Linked DNA regions of Gossypium hirsutum: region 2 is linked to region 1. The links are chromatin contacts, called in public Hi-C maps. All regions are on one chromosome and are shown on one strand. Each heading gives the region's core, a stretch centred on a gene start, on an enhancer-like site or on the middle of the called end of the contact. The rest is flanking DNA. Distances are from core to core; before and after follow the strand shown. Region 1 holds the start of LOC107901577 (DCN1-like protein 4). Region 2 has its middle 30 kb from the start of LOC107901584.

Region 1 (6,037 bases), core at 1,392-3,891:
CCTAGATCTGAACAGAGTGCTTCAATACCATCTGGACTGCTCAAGCAAACAAAGAGTATCAGTGTGTGTACATGCAACTATTTAAAGAAAATCTCTCCTTGTGCATCCATTTAGGCCTATATTAACTTGTTCAGATAAAAAAATGTTTGAGAGTGAGTGTGTGTGTGTGTGTGTGTAAAGATGATTCATGACCTTTTCAATGATTTATGTTCAAATCACAACTTAAAACAAAAACGTAATGAAATGTAACACCTTTCAGAATCATAAGGAAATGACAACACTTACTGACATTGAAAAATGACAACAACGTGACTTGGATAAATATAATGAATTTATTCGGCTCATTCTTCTTTTTTATCTAAGGAAAACGATTGTTATAGCTAGAGAATAAACATGACCCCACTTCAGTGGCTCTACAAATAAAAAGGAATGGGGGCAGAATATACTTACTCAATCACGCCTAATGAACTATTGGCATATGAATTGAACAAACGATCTATTTTCTCCATCCCCTTTGTTTTAGCTTTACTTGAGACTGAGAAAAGAAATAGCATTATCTAGTTAGAATACCAGCCACTCCATCAAAACACCGCAAAAAGTTTGTTAAATAAACAGAAGCATATTTAATAAACAATTCTTTCAGCCTTCATAAAATAACAAGAATCATTATTTTATCTATTTAACCAACATTCAATACAGAATGCAACACTACAGAACGCCAATTCCAATACTTTTCAGGCATAAACATCAAGCAATCGATTCTCCACCTAAGTTTTTTTTGTGTGTGTGAAATCAATGTGTGATCCATATCCATTTTACCGTCCACAGAGACTAATCTTTCGAGATCTGTAGTTACCCTCTCAATAATGTTATCTCCAAAGAGAATAATGTGCCTTACTGTTACATCAGGTACTTGTCGGTCAAAATTATCAATATCATAGAATCAACATTGCCAGGCTGGTACTTCAGTGAGACCACATACTCTAATCCAGACCACCAATTAAGGGAACAACATAAGGAAAATAACATGTGGCCATTATATTCCGGGTTTTCTAATATATCAAAAATATTTATTTATTATTGTGTATCAAACACGAAATTATATACCAAAGTATACCACCTAAAAAAGTTGAGCTTCAGCTTTGCAATAAAAGTACTATGAAGGCCCCTATAGTAGGTGTCAGATTGCATTTTACCCCACCCCAAAAAATGGGCAAATTAGTCCATGTACGTTAAATCTAAAGAACAAATTGATCCTTCTGATAAAAATTCCATTCATTTTTACCCTTAAAAGCAGATGAAATTTCTGTTTTACTCTTTGATTTAATGTACAGAGATTAACTTACCCATTTTTTTAATTTACCCATTTTTTGAGTAAAAGCGGCAGAATATAATCTAATTCTTAGTATAAGGAGCTTCATGATGCTTTTACTATGCTTCAACCTTCTAATATAATTTGGTAAATAATTTTGCGCTACCAACAACTACCACTGTTAGGTTGAGTAATAAGATAACAATATGAGAGTTTGCTCCTGTTTAGGGCCTATCCAACTCGACTCTAGATTTAATTCGACTCAATAGGGCTTGCTCCTGTTTAGGGCCTATCCAGCTCGACTCTAGATTTAATTAGACTCAATGTGGCTATCATGAAGGGAGGTGTTACACCGAAAAAAAACAAATTGAGTTTGATACATAATAAATAAAAAATTAATTTCATATTTTCTTTATAAAAAATCCTTTATATCCTAAATATTAAAAGCTAGGTCCTTTTTAATGTTTCAATCTATGCCTTCTCAACTCCTTAGTCCTTACATAACTTTCAGGTTCCATGCTAAATAGACCCCTTTTTTTTATGTAAGAGTCTCTTAAATTTAAGTGAAGCAGAAATATACTGCAAATTACATTCAGCTACAAAACCCAGAAACTATAATCAATAACCAATTCATGCCAAGATAATAATAATCAATTTACATTACGTTCTACGAAGTTTCTTTGTTGCAAGGTTCCTTCTTTTGTTTTTAGGTATCGTTAAAAATGTAATAACGTACGAATTTTAAATTATATAATCCCAATTCCCGCGGTTCCTGAGAAACTAATCCGAACAGAATAAATTATATATCGCAATTATATACCCGCTAATTACAGTGAAGAACTTTTCATCAGAAATAAATTAATGGGGGTTACTCTAATTAATCAATAAAAAAAATTTTATTTCCTTAACCCTTTTTTCCCGCGTTTTCTCGCGTACCAAACATAGCAAAATCTCCTCTCTCTCTCTCTCTCTCTCTCTCTCTCTCTCTCTCTTTTCTAAAACGAAGGAAAAAGAAAATAAGAAAAGGGCAAAGGAGAAGGTACCAGAACGGCCGTCGGATGATGTGACGGTTGAGGAGTTGGGTGGGGCCGATTTTCGCTTAGATGCGCGAGGTGGCATCGCGTCAATGCGGAGGAGAAACAATCACAGCCGCTTGATTTGATGACCAATTTGAATTTTGACCAAGTTTGAAAAAACCAAGAACCCTAGATCCCAATAATATTTACAGAGAAAAAAGGAGATAAATGAATTAGAATTTGAGATAGAAGAAAAAGAGAGGAGTTTTTGAGGAAACGTATATTTTCGTTTTATATATAAAAGGAGAAAGAGACTGCGAGAAGAGTGTGTGAATGGCACAAGGAAAGAAGGTTTTTTCTTTTTTGGTCTAATTTTGTCTTTAGTCCCTATACTTTTAAAATGTTTTATATTTAGTCCATTTTGGATATAATTTTAATTATTCGAAATGAATTATACTTTTTATAACTTAATTTGGATACAATTTAAGTATAAGCATAAGCTGAATCTAAGTTAATGGGTATTAAAACAACATTGCAACATTACAACATTACACATAACAATTTTACAGCATTAGCTCAATTCCGACCCGATTCTGACGACTGTCCAACATGATAGTTTCGCTGAGGGCATTTATTCCAATTATGACCATTTAACCTGCATAATCCACAATGCTTACCGTCGGATTTCTCCCTAATGTCCATTTCATTATGGAATCTGTTTGATTGCGGACGACCTCTTGGATTTCTACGTAGCCCTCTATCTCGGAGAAGCTCGAAAGTTGTCGGAGGTACCTCCCACGTAGACAGGTCAGGCAGGACGGGGAACTCATTTTCCCAGACACGCAATGTGTGCTCGAGCGTGTATACATCATCGACATATTGTTCAACATTAAGGTTCACCTTAGCACACGCTGCCACGACATGCGCACATGGATAATGAAGTGTTTCGAACCTCCTGCACTCGCACCGTCTGTTCCGGAGACCAACTTCATAGGACCTAGGTGGTATACAAGGTCGACAACCGATGGTCTCACTAACTCGAAATGTTTCCAGACGTCATGAATATATTTCTACAGTCATCGACCTCGCCATCCGACGGTTTGCAACCATTGCATCTCTGACATCTTCGACAAACACGTGTCCCGCCTCCATCTGGTCAACTTGTTGCTGATCTATTCTTGGCATTAAGGTAGCCAACCTGTAGAATGTAGCAGAGAAGACAGATGCAATTGGAAGATGACGTGTTTTCAACAACACAGCGTTAACCCCCTCCACTAAGTTTGTGGTCATTTGACCATAACGAAAGCCCTCGTCAAAACTTTGAGCCCATTGCCACGGCTCTATTGTACCCAACCATTGTCGGAAAGATGTGTTTGTTTGCCCCTCGATGTCACTCTCAAGTCGAATCATTCTTTGGCGGAAAATATGTGGCTCTAACTCGTACACTGTATACGTATTAAGAAAAGATAAGTTCCAGTAACTCAATAACATAAAACATTACAACTTATATTGAAAAGATAAGGTTATCATTTACCCATTGTCACGACTTGTCTCTTCCAGCCTACATTCTTATAATATTTATGGAAGTTAGACACAATGTGACGGATGCAGTAAACGGATCTCCATGGCACATCGGAACGCCTAATTGCTGCAATTAAACCTTTCCCTCTAATGGAGATGATGCAAATATTATCGTTGCTAATAACATACCTCCACAGGTTAGTGAGGAAGAATTCCCAAGATTCCAAGTTCTCCTTATCTACGATGGAAAATGCTATCGGGAGCACATTTCTATTGCTGTCTTGAGCAACCGCAAGAAGTAGGATTTGTGTATATTTTCCATATAGCTAGGTCTCATCCACTACACAAATGGCTTGCAGTAGGGAAATGCCCGCACACATGGATCAAACGTCCAGAACATCCGACGGAAAATTCTTTTTCCCAGCTGTAACTGGTCGTCCGAGCCGTAATAAGGTCTTGTCTGTAACTCAATCACAGTCCCCAGTACGTACTTCCGCATAGCAGCTATCCATCCTTATAGCTCGTTATACGACGAATCATAATCCCCATACAATTGCTCCATTGTCATCTGTTTAGCTATCCACGCCTTTCGATATGATACTTGATACTGGAATCGTGCTTGCATTTCAGCAATCAGTACCGAAATTTTAATGGTCGGCATGTCCTTTACCATTGGCATGATACACGTACAGATAGTTCTCGAATCAAGTTTTCTATGATTTTCTGTCATACGTGTTGATGTGCATGTATGAGGACCAACAAATTTTCGTATCTCCCACATCTGCGAACTTTGAATGAATGCAGCTCGTACCCGCCAATTGCAACCTTCCGCTGCCTTCCAACACTCCCCAATATATACTGTTGTTTTAGATACTGCGACTTTATAATCCACTAATATGTTCATGCTATACCGTTTAATAGCAAGTACGCACTCTTCTTTACTTTCGAATCTCTGGCCTATGAATAACTCCTCATGATCAGAATTTACAGTCAGCCGGTGAGGAGGAACTATTTCAAGGTACTCTAGGAACTCAGCTACATGTGCTGCGTCAGGGTCTATGAGTGACATGTGTGGCCCAGGATTATTGTGTATCAAAATACGTCGCATTTGGTTCCCGACCGAAGAAGCGTTTATGTTTCCATCGTTATTGACATCTTCATCATTAATATCATCAGGTACATCGTCCATATCGGGATCACCGTCACTATCGACCTCTTCACCACAATGATCGCTACCACCTTCTTCTTCACCACCAACCACATCAATATCGGGTGTAATATTCAGATCAATACTGATCCCACCTATAGTCGATTCACTATCAACGTACGATATTGGAGCCACCATCCACGGTTCTTGAGCTCCGTGTTCTTCACCATATGCATTGACATCTTAATTTTTCCCCATACCGACTAACTCAGTAAATAAGTGAATCGGTGCATTCTTGTCACTCTCATTCCCACAATAAAGAGCGACCATTGTCTCCACGCCTTCGTCGTCTACAAGTTCCATTTCAGTGAATTTGATCAGATTTGTCGAAACTAGAAACTTGTAGAAAATTTTTGATATCCTTCTCCCACAATGTCTAACAATTTTTGCATTAATCCTTCCCTTCATATCATCCAACGAGACATTTCTATTAAATCTCATTGCTATTTGTTGCCGACATTTAAATATACATCTAACACTTGTTGTCAAGATGACTTCATTGAAATAAACGCATACAAAAAACTTATCATCCATCTTCAATATTCAATCTGTCAAAAAATAAACAAAATCTCAAAAAAACAATCTCGAATAGTAAATAAATTACTTAAAGAAAAAAATTAATGTTTCAATATGCAAGTTTTTCATTGTTAAGCTCATACTTTTTCAGTTATCATTTTGTACATGAACAACGTTTAACCACTAATCCTAATAACTAACACAATAACAATAATAATAGTTTTTTACTCAAAATAATACTAACTAACAATAATAATTAAGGTTTTACTAAAAATAATAACTAACAATAATATAATGTAAAAACTAACAATCATACTAACTAAAATAATAATTAGGGTTTTTACTAATCCTAATAACTAACCATAATAATAATATTAGTTTTTTACTAATAATAATACTAACAATAATTATTAATAAGTAAACCCTAAAAACTAACAATAATAATACTAACTAAAACCATCAATT
Region 2 (6,037 bases), core at 944-3,443, 370 kb before region 1:
ACTTCATGACCAGCTTATACAACACAGAGCAGGGACTAATAGGACGGAACCGCGAGAAGTTTTTTGGGTTAGAAACTTTAGGGATTTAACACAATAAGTGTGTTATTAAACTTTGAATCAATGGTTCCTCCCTCGAAAACCTTCTTAACCCACTCACAAATAGCTCCCCCTGATTATCCCATTGGTTTTGAAAGTAACTAGTTTGAAAACCATCGCTACCTGTGGCTTTCAAGGGTGCCATATTAAAAAAGGCAACCCTAATTTCCTCATCGTAACACCTCTCCCAAGAAAATCAACATCTTTGTTACTAAAGCTTGGAAAAACATTAGGAGGTAGAAACCCTAACGGACCTGGATTCTCCCCGTAAAGATTCTGGAAAAAGTTAACTTCTTCCATCTTAAGAACCTCAGGATCGAAAATCAAATCCCCATCAGCATTACACAAAGTAGTGATTTTATTAAAATTTCTTCTCTGAACCGTATGCTTGTGAAAGTAGCTCGTGTTACGATCGCCCAATTTTAGCTACTCACATCTAGACTTTTGCTTCCAGAGTATCTCCTCATGGTGGAGAATATTTTCAAGCTCAAATGATCACTTCTTGCTGAAAAAGACAATTAGACCCCAAGAGATCCAAAGCATGGTGTATCTTAGCAAGCTTGTACATTAACTGCCTCTTCCATTGACTTATATGACCATAAACACATTTGTTCTACATTTTAAGCTTATCCGTAAACGTAGCAATTGTACTTGTTATATTGCCATTGAAGCTCCAATTATTCATAACAAATCCAGAGAAATTTTGGTGATGCAGCCAGCCAGCTAAAAATTAGAAGGGACGATTAGGAGCACAACTAACATCATAACAAAAATTCAAGAGCAGTGGACGATGATCAGATTTAATTCTGGGAAAATGGGTAATCAAACAGTTGCGGAAGGCTTCCATCCAAGCGTCATTTCCCACAACCCTATCAAGTCTTTCAGAAAGATTACCACGATGCCACGTGAACGGGGGACCCTGAAAACCCAGGTCGTGCAAATGAGCTTTGTCCATAACTTTGCCAAAAGACTAGCATCTGCGACCTTTGTCATAACCATCTTTTTTATCTTCTGATGATAGGATAGCGTTAAATTCTCCAATGGCCATCCAAGGAACATACTCACGTGGGACTGAGCGACTTAAATCTTTCCACAAAATTTTCCTTTTCTGTTTATCAAGGCTCCCATCAACAAAAGTAATAAATATCATATGAAAATACAATTTATAACAAATACAAGCCAGGATGAATTGAAGATAGTTACCAACCACCTTCAAATTGTGTTAGTTTTAACCCCGCTGATTCTTGGCTTAAGAAGGCTAATAATATTACGCTTGTACTGATTATTATACTTACAAAAAACTTGTAAAAATTTATTAGACGCACACCCCTACACATTCCAAGATAAAATAGACAAATTCATATTAAAAAGAAAGAAAATAGTTTCTCTTAATGGTGGCCAGTAGAAGAAAACTCCTCTCTCTCTCCTTTTCTCTGCGATAAATCTTTAGCAGAATTTTCATCAATCTCAGATGCAATAAGCTCTGCTGCCCTCTTCATAGAATCAACAAAATAAACCCGGGTATTTTCAGAGTTCTTGAAACGATTACTCAATCCCTTTAAGGTTTTATTGAGTTTCCACCCTTCTTTAGAGCTAGTTACTTTAGCATTTGTATTTTGTCCCTTCAAGACCACTCTAGGAAATTTAATTTCAGTCGGACAAATACTACCCCCTATCTCCTCTCTAACAGGCTCCAGAATGCTTCTCTTTTTTAAAACCACTGCCGAATTGTTTTTGGCCTCCAACACTCCTTCCTTTACCTCCACATTAACAAACGAACTCTCCTCAAATATAGGATTAAAGTGCACTACATGTTCTGCTTGTTTTTGGATTGAAATAGGAGTGTACATCTTCACGTGGTCTGCAACAAAACCATTCTGTGAATTTAAAACTAAAAGACAAAAGGAGTCAGAAATACTTCAATTTAGGGACTGATTATTTTCTCCAACACTGGGTAGTGAAACGTGCATGACACTAGAAAGCTTTGAAAGATCTGTTCTAGCCTCCTTCGAAACTTGGGTCTCTTACTACTGTCCAAAATCAAAACTGCTAGAGGCCTGCTGAATATCCAAAGGAGCCTGCTGATTAGCAGCTGAAGGAACCTGTGGGACCAAGCCCAACTTGAGCCCAACCTTATTATGATCCTTTAAGAGAGTATTGGTTTTAGGGTCACAGGCCTGACCATTAAGAAGCTTTCCCACCGACAGGCCCAAATTCACTTTTTTAGAACCATTAAAAATAAATTTTTTACCTGTTGAAGATTTCTCTTGGGTATCACTTAATGTAGCTTTCCCTTTTTTCTTCAAATCTCTCTAATTTTCCTTAATTAAATCCTCCTCCGTTGAACTCGCCTCCAGACCTATTAACAATTGAAATCATGATCCCATAATTTTCTCCCCTTTAGAATTATTACCTTTTTTGATCTCATCCAAGGTGCCGCGTCTGCTCCTCCGCTCCACCAGCATCCAGGGGCCATAATCCCCATCTCCGACCACCACAGAAGTTGAAAAGTTTTGTTCCAAAGTCTCTCCCTTCTCTTTCATCTCTGAAGAATGTGTGACAGACGGACAGTTCTCCTTGATGTGTCCATAACAGCCACACTTAAAGCATACCACAGGTAGGTTCTCATACTCAATTCTTTGAGGGCTACATTGATGAGAATTTTAGAAACTAAAGGTCTCCCTAAATTGACATAAATTGCCATGCGAGCATAACGACCCCGTGCTTTGCTATCCGTGTTGAAATCTAATTTAGTAACTTTGCCTACCATTCCCCCAATCTCTATTAGAATCTGTTTTTGATATAAATGGCTAGGAAGACCAGGAAACTGAATCCATGTGAGAACCATATTAGGGTAAGGTAGACTAGGATTAAAATCGATCTTCCATGGTTGAACGGTTAGGTAATGACCGAAAATAACCCACGAGCCCTAGGAGAGGATCTTATCATAGTCATCAGTGCTTTGAAATTTAGCGAGAAAATAACCATTCTCTATATCCATTAATTGAAAAAGCTTAGATGGTTTCCAAGTCCCATATAATCTATCATGCAGAGTCGTGATTCCAAGGTTCCGACCAAGCATCTTGAGAACTACAGAGGTTGACATTTCCTTTTCCAAGAGCTGATATACTCTCTCCGAGAAATCTATTGAAGGAACACCATCGACAACCAATTTCTTTACATCCTGCTCAGTGAGGGAAAAATTATCAACAAGGAAGTGGCCATTATTTGTATTATTTTGCACAGGAGTATCCTTCCCCGCTAGCATATCTTTTCAAGAAAAAAAAGGCGTTGGTGATGACTCCACGACCATTACATCTTCAAGAATCACATCCGAGTCCTTGAAACAGACCTTCTTTGTGTTGGAATCCTCCACAACCATCACATCTTTAAGATTCACGTTCGATTCCTTGAAACAGACCTTCTTTGTGATGGAATCCTCAGTAAGAGAATCACTTTCTCCATTATTGTCCACATTAGAAACCGAAGAAGACGAGAGCATTTTCAGAATTGCCCTCAATGGAATTTAACTCCCTAGTGAGCCATTAAAGATGAAAATTTAATCAATTAATCCCCTTCGTTAATGTTGACCGAGTTTGACCATTAAATTATCAACAAGGAAGTGCCCATTATTTGTATTATTCTGCACAGGAGTATCCTTCCCCACTAGCATATCTTTTCAAGAAAAAGAAGGCGTTGGTGATGACTCCACGACCATTACATCTTCAAGAATCACATCTGAGTCCTTGAAACAGACCTTCTTTGTGTTGGAATCCTCCACAACCATCACATCTTCAAGGTTCACGTTCGATTCCTTGAAACAGACCTTCTTTGTGATGGAATCCTCAGGAAGGGAATCACCTTCTCCATTATTGTCCACATTAGAAACCGAAGAAGACGAGAGCATTTTCAGAATTGCCCTCAACGGAATTTAACACCCAAGTGAGCCATTAAAGATGAAAATTTAATCAATTAATCCCCTTCGTTAATGTTGACCGAGTTTGACCATTAAATTTTGTTGACATGGATGTTCGATCAATTAAACGGTGACACATGACGGTCATATGTACATCATGTTGATATGATAAAATAAATATTTAAAAAATAAAAAATCCAAAAAAAATATTTTTTAAAATAATTATTTAAACATATTTTAAATCAATGAAGCCCTTTTTTTTGGTTCGATGCTGCCATTGTTGTAGCTTTGGTTGCAAAGAGAGTGACAATGTTGAGAACTGAGGAAAAAAATAAGATTTTTATTTTGGATTTTTAAAAGAAAAATTGGGATATTAAAATATGATTAATCCACGTCAGCCGATTTGCCATTTCAGCATCGATGTGTGCGCCACTTGTCCTTTCCTGATTCCACCGTTAGCCAAAAACAAAATTAAACGGTCAAACAAAGTCAACGTATATGAACGGCTTGGTTGTGAATTGTGATGAATTTCCAATTCCATTGAGTGCTAAAATTTGTGAAGGATTAATTGAGAGTTTTTTTATTAATAAACATGTAATTTATTTTAATTATGAAAAATATTTATATAATTTTTTTAATTGAGTTGATGTCTAATTATCTCATAACATCAGTTTAGTTAGAGTTTTAAATAATAATATAAATAATTATTAAAATTTATCCCATTATTAATAATTTAAATTATTGATAACACTATATTTCTAATTTACATAGTCCGTTATGGTTCAAAATTTTTAATTAATAATTGTAATTATAATTATATTTAATTTTTTTATTTATTTTATACTTAGATTTTTATTCACTAATAACTCTATTTTAAAATGTTATCTTTTAATCAATAATTATAAATTAAATTATAATTATTTTTAAATGGTAAACTATACAAATAGTCATCCAACTATGCTCGCGTTCCTATTTTGGTCACCAACTTTAAAAATTTTCAATATAGGCACTAATGTTTGATTATGTTCCTATTTTGGTCACTCGTCGTTAAATTGATAAAGAAAGCAATTTTCTAACTAGTATAATAACACATTTAGTCCTAAATACTTACATATTCTATGAATTTGATGCTAATTCTGAATCATTCGATAAATTTAACTTTTCACATTTACAAATGCTATCAATTTGATATTCAAACATGCTAACCTAAGTTTTTAATTTTTAAAACAGAGGCATTCCATGTCTATAAATATGTAAACACCCTACCAAAAAGAAAAACTTCTCCAATAAAACAAATTGTAAGAGGCTCTATATTGGTATCAAAGTAACCCAATAAAACTTTTTTTTTTAATTTACAAAACTCAAACTTAAAATTTTAAATATTAATTTTTTTTATCACTTAACCCAGTAAATATATAATTTGTAAGCAATACAGGGGACATTTCAAGCCTTTTTAACTCAAGTGCGATTTTGTTGCGTAAGGAGACTATCATTTGGATGCTTTGGAATTAATTATTCAAAGCTACATTTCTTCAAGATTTAACTTAAATTTTCCGATTTGTTTTTATGCGTCAGACTACAAGAAGCAATCATATTTGATTTGGGGCAAAGTTGCTACAATTTTTATCCATAAAAACACTAATCAAATAGACTAAATAAAATAAAGGAAACCTTGATTTTGTATTTTGGTGCTAGCCATAAGTAAACCACCAACAAGAGGGTTAAATTGATTTGAATCCATCCATGGTTGCTGTTGCTGCTATCATCGAAGTGTTGCCTCAGTCTTACAAACGGGGCAAGCATTTTTCTGCAGCAGCCACAGCTTTCTACATTGGATGTGAAAATTGTGTCCACAGCTTTATTACCATAACGCAGTTCAACAAGTCTCCTTAACATTCAAATGTATTCTTTGATGATTGATTTAATTATCAAAAAGCTATTCATTATGGATGTGCAGTTCCAAAAATTTATAGGTAAAAGAATTGACTCGGAAAATGGTTCATTAATTGATAGAATTTTTTTTTT

What was found. A called contact is a pair of places that touch in the nucleus more often than the background predicts.
Region 2: a contact with region 1 is called in a Hi-C map of leaf, with 4 times the contacts expected there. The contact joins the enhancer-like site here to the promoter of LOC107901577 in region 1. A contact is called at or near these places in 2 of 34 Hi-C or Micro-C datasets (both in leaf).

Annotation. Positions count from the first base shown.
Region 1 is chrD06:22,215,994-22,222,030 of Gossypium_hirsutum_v2.1, reverse strand. It overlaps LOC107901577 (DCN1-like protein 4), which reads right to left and starts at 2,641. Exons shown (of 10, transcript XM_016827632.2): 1 at 2,356-2,641; 2 at 451-535; 3 at 1-36. The coding sequence starts at 2,431.
Region 2 is chrD06:22,581,652-22,587,688 of Gossypium_hirsutum_v2.1, reverse strand. No RefSeq gene overlaps it. Among protein-coding and RNA genes, the nearest start is that of LOC107901584, 30 kb to the right of the region's middle. Within about 2 kb of position 2,193, at least 9 of the 9 cell types and tissues checked have an H3K27ac peak or open chromatin away from gene starts, as enhancers often do. A contact at or near this core is called in leaf, where this site is marked.